Linked DNA regions of Bactrocera dorsalis: region 2 is linked to region 1. Evidence: chromatin contacts called from public Hi-C data. All regions are on one chromosome and are shown on one strand. Each heading gives the region's core, a stretch centred on a gene start, on an enhancer-like site or on the middle of the called end of the contact. The rest is flanking DNA. Distances are from core to core; before and after follow the strand shown.

Region 1 (5,261 bases), core at 2,037-4,536:
AATGAAGTTTGTTGACGACAACCTAGATATCCTTGCCATCCTAACGGGGATTAGATAACCTTTAAAATAACAACAACAATGACGTTGGTCAAGACCTTGGTTTTAATCTCATATACTTATTATCAACTTCGATCATCTTATTGACGTTTTGCACGTTAACTCATCGATTAAATTTAGTCTTCGGTTTAGTTTATATCACATATATCTTCTTTGAAGTTCATTTTAACTAACGTGAAGTAAAATATATCAATAAAATTATATGAGTCGATGACCTTTGATATAACTTAATAAAATACGTAATTTGATTGTAATTCAATCACGCTTTCGCCGTATAAGCGTTGAATTCTTTTGCAACATTTTTAAAAATAAAGTTTTGTCAACACCTGATTGTAATTCACCAGATTTGATCCTTGCAAGTTGCAGGAGTACGAAATGTTCGGATACTCCCGAACTTATTTTATTAGATATTGGCAATCGAATGGCGGTAGTTATTAGAAGAATCCAAAATGTAGGTATAAGCTTTTTTCTGCCCGAATTTTAACTTGTGATCTATCTCACAGTTACGAAAAAGACAAAATAAAAGTTAAGAATTAAGAAACCTTAAACTCTTTTTTAATGTTTGAATTTATAATTCACATTTTGTCCTATTCGTTTCTTTACTTTCATTTTGATGTCCTTGAATAAATTATTTGCTTAATTGTTGCATTAGAAAGTATGTAATTTTGAATACATAGCTGTTTAATATCGGTCTCATATTTTACTTAAATATTTTTGCTGCCATGGAAAAGTCGTAGTAGATACATCTGTTGATGTGGAACGTACTGTAGAGCCACAAACAGGTATTTTAATTAATCTATGATAAAAACATGTTCAGAAAATGGTAATATAACTAAAACAAATAATTTAAATAAGTGTATTATTTTTGTATATTTATGAAGCATATATACATAGACTACAAAGTATTCAAAGTTTAAGTTTAAGAAGTAGAAATGATTGGTTTTGAAATGCATTGCATATGTTACGCTGGATTAGTGCATAATATTAGATACAGTTTGTAAAGGAAGTTATTTCTATTCATTGGGTGTCTAAATACCTCGGAATGGAAGTAATATATTGTTGATAAAACTAGCGCAGTATTCTGATCACCCGTCACAAGTGTATTGCAGTTTTCTTATTCGTCTGCTTCTATAGAAAGCTGCCGTGTTGCCTTGGCGCTTTAAGTATTTTTGCTGAATTTGTGGAAGGTTGTAGGCAACTAAATTGTTTTTATTTGTATGGCCACGAATATACAACATACTCGTATTATGCTTCTAAATATATTTTTATTCAAGTTTTTTCAAATTCAATATTTATATTTGTGTAAAAATGAAAATGTTTTAATACTCAGAACATGCAACTTTGTCGGCTGGTGAAGGACAGGAAGGTTACCTCACAAGAAAACATGAATGGGAATCTACTACGAAAAAAGCTTCGAATAGGTCTTGGGATAAGGTATGACTCGCTATTGTAAAAAAATAAAGATGCATTTTCTGGATTATTTTTATTTTATAGGTATACGTAGTTGCAAAAGTAGGGCATTTATCATTCTACAAAGATCAAAAGGGTTATAAAAGTAATCCTGAATTGACGTTCCGTGGAGAGCCCAGTTATGATTTACAAGGTGCAGGTATTCAAATTGCTACCGATTATACCAAAAAGAAGCATGTCCTAAGAATAAAGTAAGTATAAGCAATGGTTTAATGAAATACATTCAGTTTTTCCATAATATCTGTTTTCGTATTTTAAGGCTTTCTGGGGGCGCTGAATTTTTATTACAAGCGCATGATGATGATGAAATGTCTCAGTGGGTATCGTCCCTAAAGGCCCAAAGTGATTCAGCAACCGTTGCTGAAAGCAGATCGCAAACATTACCAGCTACTTCTCAGAAGGATGAACCAAAACGCAGATCTTTCTTTACTCTTAAAAAAAAATAAAGTGAGGACGTTCATTATTAATAATAATATTAAATTTTGCTTACAAAATTGCACGACAAATATGCTAAATATATGTATATGTATCTTATTTATTAAAAACATGTATGCATTTCAATGTATTCAATAAAACATTTATTCCTCAAACTCTTATAGGGGAAGATCAATATTTAATTTATTTCAAATTAATTTGACTATTTTCAATATCTTTCCAAAACCAAGCGATCATACCCTGCTTTGATCGGTAAGTATTAGGTTTCTTTTAACATATAGCAGTAGGGTTGCTCACAAGATCACTGCAAGACACTCACAACAAATCTGATTTTAAAAAATTTACTGCGAACTCCAAAGTATGGGGGAGATAGCTGCATTCGTGAACATGGAAAGTATATCAATAGCTGCAATATCCAGAACGAAGCTGCGCAAGGGTCACTCGCGTTTCTCGCGGCAACTGGAGCTTTTCGTCTGCAATGGGTGGTGATTTGTCTCCAAGAACGCCATTCTCTGAAAGGAAGTCGGTGAAGGTGCTGATAGATCCGCTGTGAATGGCGGTCAGTGCTTGTCGGAAGTTTGTTGCGTCCGAAGTCTGGTCAGCGTACTGCTCGATGTCGTCGACGTAATTAAGGAAAGACCTCTTGATGTTACTAGGAGGCGGTTCCGCTCCAATCAAGTGGCTGCAGGGGTGATTTCTGCGAAAACATTCTAGCAGGAACTGCTTGGAGAGGAGTTCATTATGCTCCTTAACTGGGAGCAAAAGCGTCTCACTATGTAGATGATCGATGGGAGATATCAAGAGGCATCCTATCGTGGTCCGGAGTGCAGTGTTCTGGCAGGTCTGAAGTTTCTTCATCTGCGTACCATTGCATCCAGGCCACCATATTGGTGCGGTGTAATTGAGGATCGGCCGGCCGATTGCCTTGTAAGTTGCCAACAACGTTTCTTTGTCTTTTCCTCATGTGCGGATTTGGTTGCGGCTCTGTATCTTGTCGATAATTGCGGTCGTATGAAGAGTGAAGGGGCATAGACTATCAAATGTTACACCCAAAATCTTAGGATTATTAACAGTCGGAATCTTGATGTCATCGACTGCAATATTAAGGTTAAGTCTATACTCCTTCGCCCAGTTCGTAAATATGGTCGGTGTGGATTTGATGGGGGTAGGTGTTAGGTTCCGTGATTGACAGTGTCAAAAGCTTTTGACAAATCCAAAGTTCTGAGGATTGTTCTCTCACAGGTTGGCTTCTGGTTAAGACCACGAACTATCTAAGCGTTTATGACGCTAAGTGATGTGGTGGTGCTGTGCACTTTTCGAAATCCATGCTGGTGATTGGCTAGGCTCAGGCGCAGGTCGCTGTGGATGTGATGGGGGTAGGTGTTAGGTTCCGTGATTGACAGTGTCAAAAGCTTTTGACAAGTCCAAAAATCCATGCCGGTGATTGGCTAGGCTCAGGTGGTGAGTGAAGGTCGGTTGTAGCAAGGCCTCAATTGTCTTCACTACTGGAAAGAGGAGAGTTATCGGACGATAGGACTCCCCTTTGTTGGAGGGTTTCCCATGTTTTAGAAGTGGAACCATTCTTCCGACTTTCCATACATATATGTACATACATATCGGGTATTTGAAGAGTAGTCAGCGATAGGTTGAGGACCTTGGTAATATAGCTTACTATTTTTCCTAAAATTGGAAACCCAAATTATTTACAATTAGAGATGACTTGCGAATGAGCTTAAAGACTTCCTATATTTGTTGATCAAGCAATGTCGCCTATGTCGCCTGTGTATTTGGTAGCATTTTCTTAAACGTAATTAATCAGTAAAACTCCCCCGGCCTTCTCTATGCCTGGTATATCTGCTTCGAAGATCCTAGTTGAGTTTGGTAGACTGATGGAGAAAAAGATATCAATATCCTCGAAGTATATCCCCGTCTCTGCTCCGCAGGCCATTTTGGAACCGTCCGCATAGATTGAGGTTTAATTCTCCTCCCCTACTTTATCTCTTCTTAATTCACGTCTAGAGGCTACTTTTCGTATGAAAACTCCTATGGGCAGTTGGTGCAGAAGCATATTAAGCGCATCCGTCGAACATAACTTAATAGCCCCGACAACCTCTGCACAGGCTCTATATTCTATTTCAGTTTCAGATATTATATTAGTGGTATTCATTTAATGTCGCAAATTTGTGGAATTTAGCTGTAAATTTTTAGCGGCATTCATGGCAATTTATCGCAAATCACAATTAGTTTTGGTTTTCTCGCTGTAAACTGGAAATGGACAAATGGGTAAGCGCGTTTTTTAACTAGCTAAGAGGAAACCCCTATATTTGCCACAATGAGTATGTGGATGAATAAATTCTTGGCTTTACGTCAATCCCCTATTTTGGAAGTGTTTAAACATCCGCAACAACAGTCCCCTAAACCAAGATATCGAGGTACCCATGCTGACGAGCAAAGTCGGAGGTGTGAAACACCCTCTCTACGGTATATGACCTACTACACCTGCAAAATACTACTCAGCAGGTATGGGCAAATATAGATGCTCTAAATTTCAACCTTCAATAACTTTAACAAAAACATTAATTTTGTCGAAATATTTATAACACGAGGTGTGCGTCTGGTCCCTCACCTAATAACCTGCTAATATTCGTGTTTGTCGCTTGACGTGTTTTGATCCTTGTACGTATCACCTAAAACTAAGAGAGATAGATATAAGGCTCTACACATATTTATACATATGTATATATATAATCAGTGTGACAAGAAAAGTTGAAATCCGGGTGTTTCTCTGTCTGTCCGCCCGTGCAAGCTGTAACTTAAGTAAAAATTGAGAAGAAACTTGGTATGTGGGCTCCTTTGTATAAAAAAAATTACGAGTTCGTAGATGAGCATAATCGAAGCACTGCCACGCCACAAAACGCCATTAACCGGAAAAATATAAAGTGCCATAACTAAGAATTGGAATAGGGGTTTGGAGTAGCAAAGGGCACCCGTGAGCAAAAAAAATTTGAAAAAGTAGGTATCCCCACTCACTCCCCATATAACGGTACTGTTGAAAACTAGAAGCGCAATAAATTTAAAACTATATATGACAAACACATTAAATATTACCTCCGCGATGGTATTAGTGAGATCTATGGAGTCAGTGTGAAAATCGGACGATGGGCTTAGCACCGCCCACTTTTACCACAATTTTAAATTCCATTTGATTCTTTATCTTTCCAGTACACAAATCAAGAAGCAATTAATATAATGGGATAAAAATGCAATATGTCTTTAGTGTGTGCCAAATTATGACCAAA
Region 2 (5,261 bases), core at 1,406-3,905, 36 kb after region 1:
AAAAGTCCACGAAAATATTTCTGGAAATAGACAATTGGTCATTTCTGATGTCTTGATCAGTGGGTGGTAAAGACTGAACATGCGATGATGCTGTTTCGATCGTATTCAAAAAACTAAGACATGTTCCAAATTTGGTTTGCGCTTCTTCAAACAGACGCTTTGGCAACAATAAAAGGTTTGATACCATACTTAGTAATAAGAATGGCATATCTTGCTTATACGATATGTAGTCCAAATATTTCTTCAAAGTGCGTGCAATGAATTCCAAATCCACAGGATCCTTAATATTATTCAAATATATTTGAGTGTGTGTGAAATTTTGTAGCCGTTCAGCAATTTCGAATGCGTTATTTTTTGTAAAATTCATTTTTGAAAAATGCTCTAAAATTTTTGTAGTTTCACTTACGAAGGGGCAAACACTTGTATCTAAGTTTTCCCATTCTCCCATTGCATTGCAATTGTATGTGACTATGAGCTCTTCATTTTCAGCACACCCCTGACTAACAGTTTCTCCACGTATAGCTTGGGGCCAGTAATAAGTTCCCTTATTTGATCGAACTATTGTGGCTTTACAGTATGTGGTGTCTTTTGCTATTACAACTACTGTAATTGCTTTAGATAAATTCGCCTGTTGTGAATTTAATGTGCAATCCCACATTCCAGAATGATTTTTAGAAATTTGTTCAATTTTGAGGATAGAATTGAGTATACCAGAGTCAGAGATGTGCTTTGTTGAGATATTAACATCGGTAAAAACTTTCTCTGGGTCGTTGTAAATTATATCATCAGTTGAGTTAGAGCGGCGAACTTTTTCTGACCAACCCCAAAAGATATGGGCCCGTGATGAAAGAATGTCTTCTGATTCTCGAGCTACCTCTATGGCAACACGGGGAGCGCGACATTTTAGAACTAGTTGATCTCCTTCAAAAACAATCTAGAATACAAAGAAAATTATTTAACTGGTTATATTTTTTTAATTAATGTAATTAACTCAAATTGCGATGTAGCGATTGTATTTAATTATGTGTAGTTAATGCATGCGTATTTACATGTATTATAGCCGCTGATCTCAGTGTTGCGAAAATAAAGAAACGAGCTTAGATTGAACAGATCTTTAGATGTTTGATTGGTTGGTTGAAATGATAATGGTTAAACTAACATAATATATTAGTCAAGCGTTTGTGAAGTATCGTGTTTAAATTCTCTTGTATAACTGAAACATTTCTACTCCACCGTTTTCTAAAAAAGTGTTTTTACCATGTGAAGTAGATTGCCACCGAATTTTTGATTGAATTTCAATAGTATGGAAATATAATTTGACTATGGTATAACTTAGTTAAATATTAATATTACTCGTTCAATATGTTTTTCTTAACGATATACATATATATCGTAAAACATGCCAAATAGTGAAATTTGTGGTGGACATTCTAATTTCTAAATAACTTTAATATACTTATTTTATGTAATTATCTTGAGGGTAACTCTTGGCGGTCATTTCAAAATTTAACTTTACTCTGGGCATAAGATTCTTTATATTTATATTAATTTTACCTGATTTTTTAATGGTATTAGTTCCAAAAATGTTTGTAAAGGAGATTCGCAATGTAAATCCACGCCAACCCTTAGTTTTTTCAAGAAAGTATCTTTAAAATATACAGGTGATTCGCACTTAGGTGAAGGCTGCATTTTTATGACGCGATCAGTAGTCCACGCTAAGAGCCAAACTAAATCACAGTTGCATACTAGAGGATTATTTGAAATATCCCTGAAAATCATTATATATTTAAACATAATTTGGTGGAAACAGCGTTCAATTTCGATACTTACAGGTACTTCAAATTTTGCATAAATTCAAAGGAACCAGAAAATATATGTCTAATAGCATTTTTACTCAGTTTTAAACGTTCCAAATTAATTAGTGATGCTCCAAATGTGTCTTTGTCAATTTTTCTCAACAGATTTGAAGACAAATCTAACCGTTTCAGCTGTGTTAAACTATTGAGATCGTCACTTTGGATGCTTGTAAATGCATTATTGCTTAAGTCACTATAAAATATATTAGAAACCATTAATCATTTTTTTTTTTGGTAAATATAACAAAATTTTCCTACAGCGAAATCAAATGTTGTCCAATTTCAGAAAAGTCTAGGTTTTCCCAATTGGAGATAGGTGTCTCTGTAATGCCACCGCACTTAACTCGTACATTGGAGCTATTATCTGAGGCTGCTTTACACTGGCATCTAACCGGACAAGAATTTACAATGTTTGCCAAAAACGTGTGTATTGGCCAAACTATAAACCAAATGTAAATACTTTGCACCCGCATTTTTAAATTTTTATTAAAACTTTTATTTATAGACACATTCCAAAATAAAATACCACTTTTACTATGTTGGAAGAACTCTTTATGGATAGATGTATTTTTTATATATTAAACACAATTTCCGATCTGTGTTCTTCCATTAAAATACGTCAATTTACATTTATTTGTCATCTGTAGTATTCATAACAAAATAACTTTAAAATATGTTACTTGTAAAAACAAATATTTCCAAAAATATCTTTTAAGCGAAAAGCCAATAATTTAAACATCAACAAAAACGCTCTCGCAGTGAACCGTTCCGTTTCCAAAGCATATTCTTGTTATCCTAAACGTTACCACATAACAAACAAATTTACAAAAATTACACCCTTGGCTGTGTGCCAAACGGTAACATCATTTTTATACTTGCTCAATTAGGGTAAACAATTTTCCAACTTTTTTAAAAAAATATTAAATTTTCTTGTGACAAAAGGAAAGAAAAATTTTAAATCAAAACAAAATGAAATCCGTCATTTGTTAAAAAAAAAAATAAATATGTTCACAAAACGAATAAAATTAAAAGCAAAAACTTTACTTTACTAATTTATGTACTATAAATATGTCTTAATTTGACATTCTTGCTCTTTACTGGCGTAGACACCGCTTACGTGGTTATAGCCGAGTTAGAATTAGCGCGCCAGTTGTTTCTTTTCGCAAAATGGCAGCAATTGGAGATTCCAAGCGAAGCCAGGACTTCTCCACCTGGTCTTTCCAACGGAGTGGAGGTCTTCCTCTTCCTCTGCTTCCCCCGGCGGGTACTGCATCGAATACTTTCAGAGCTGTCTTTTAATTCGGTGAACTATGTCAATGTCGTCGTATATCTCATAGAGCTCATCGTTCCATCGAATGCGATATTCGCCGAAGCCAACGCGCAAAGGACCATAAATCTTTCGTAAAACCTTTCTCTCGAAAACCCGTAACGTCGAATTATCAGTTGTTGTCATCGTCCATGGAATAATGAGTGACTTATATAATATGGTTTTTGTTCGTCGAGAGAGGACTCTACTTCTCAATTGCCTACTAAGTCCGAAGTAGCATTTGTTGGCAAGAGTTCCTCTGCGTTGGATTTCCAGGCTGACATTGTTGGCGGTGTTGATATTGGAACCAGTATAGAGGAAATTATCTACGACTTCGAAGTTATGACTTCTAACAGTGACGTGAGAGCTAAGACGCGTGCGCGACGACTGTTTGTTCGATGACAGAAAATACTTCATCTTGCCCTCGTTCACCACCGAACCCATTTGCCTTGCTTCATTATCCAATCTGGAGAAAGCAGAACTAACGGCGCCGGTGTTGAGGCCAATGATATCAATATCATCGGCATACGCCAGCAGCTGTACACTCTTATAAAAGATTATACCTGCTCGATTAAGTTCTGCAGCTCGAATTATTTTCTCCAGAAGTAGATTGAAAAAGTCACACGAAAAGGAGTCGCCTTGTCTGAAGCCTCGTTTGGTATCGAACGGTCCTTTCCGATCCTGAAGGAACTTTTGGTGTTGCTCAACGTCAGTTTACACAGCCGTATTACTTTTGCGGGGATACTAAATTCAGACACGGCATCGAAAGCAGCTTTGAAATCGACGAAGAGGGGGTGTGCGTCGATTCTCTTTTCACAGATCTTTTCCAAGATTTCATGCATGATGAATATCTGGTCAGTTGTCGAATTTTCAGGCCTAAAGCCACATTGATAAGGTGCAATCAGTTTGTTGACGGTGGGCTTTAATCTTTCACCCAGTGAACTCGATAGGACATTACATGTGATGTTGACGAGGCTTATCCTACGGTAGTTGGCGCAGATTGTGGGGTCTCCTTTTTGGGCAGAGCACACTTAAATTCCAATCGTCGGGCATGCTTTCAACCTACGATATTCTACAAAGAAGCTGACACATCAGTTCTTCGCCGCCGTATATTAATAGGTTGGAAAACATCAAAATATTAACAGCGAATTCATGAGAAAAATAAAACACAAGTAATTTTGACATTATGGATGCTAACCTATTCTTTCGTAAGAGGAAGCTTCGCCCTCCAAGCCAACTATCAGTTAAGTCACTGTTTAATTAACCAAAAGCGCTAGCATAGATTTCTATTAAATTGGCCATACACCCCATTCATGAGCGTTTGATCGGTATATGCGTAAGTGGAATTAACTCGTGTATTGGTCTGTGTGCATACGAATTTATGTTTGCGAAAGTTTTTAATTTTTTATGATTGGTGCGCACACAAGTATTAAGTGACTCCCCGTCTTTAAAAGATACCGCCATTCTAGCCTACTCCCCATTCGTTCTTCTGCTTTCGCCTGCGTTTTCATTCTTTCCTTCTCAGCTCTTGTAGAACTTTCGCAGACCACGTCCTCACTTGACCCCACACCAGATTCGACTTTATCATGTGAGACACTATGTTAAAAAATTTGTTTTATCATCATTATCGTATTTGCGGAAATATTATCTGGAGCAACCGTGCTCCGTTAAGAACTGCGTTAGGTAAAAATTCCATTCTTTATGTTTCCTCTTTACCTACGCCTACAAGCTTCCAATAAACCTGTAGGTCCATCTTTTCCTCGTTGTTGTGTCCAATCGTTTTAGCAATTCATATTAGTCGCCTCTTTTGATTTCCATAGCCTTGACGTCTGGTAGTATGATAAACGCTATGATTCCAGCTGGCACTGAGCTGAAATAACGATTGCTTCCTTGTTATATGCTTATTTTGCAGTGATGGTCCACATATGGGCGCAGCGTAAATTAATTTTGATTGATTCAAATTGGCCAGTAGTTCACGCCTATTCTGACTTGGTCCACTGATGTTGGCCATTATTCTTGCTAGTTTGACTACTGCACGTGCCGCTTTCTCACAGATTTTGTCAATGTGCGTTTTTTAATTATGTATATTGTCAATAAGT

The links. Hi-C and Micro-C count contacts between places; a contact is called where the count stands out from the background.
Region 2: a contact with region 1 is called in a Hi-C map of whole body, with 8 times the contacts expected there. The contact joins the promoter of LOC105233348 here to the enhancer-like site in region 1. A contact is called at or near these places in 2 of 2 Hi-C or Micro-C datasets (both in whole body).

The regions. Positions count from the first base shown.
Region 1 is chr4:21,816,570-21,821,830 of ASM2337382v1, forward strand. LOC105233350 (spectrin beta chain) reads left to right here. Exons shown (of 9, transcript XM_029553434.2): 6 at 789-839; 7 at 1,388-1,491; 8 at 1,552-1,718; 9 at 1,787-2,139. The coding sequence ends at 1,973. Among protein-coding and RNA genes, the nearest start is that of LOC105233350, 12 kb to the left of the region's middle. Within about 2 kb of position 3,287, the one cell type or tissue checked has open chromatin away from gene starts, as enhancers often do.
Region 2 is chr4:21,853,409-21,858,669 of ASM2337382v1, forward strand. LOC105233348 (adhesion G protein-coupled receptor A3) reads right to left here and starts at 2,656. Exons shown (of 4, transcript XM_011215413.4): 1 at 2,115-2,656; 2 at 1,831-2,049; 3 at 1,555-1,768; 4 at 1-934. The coding sequence starts at 2,329. All of the region lies in intron 1 of LOC125778503, which reads left to right.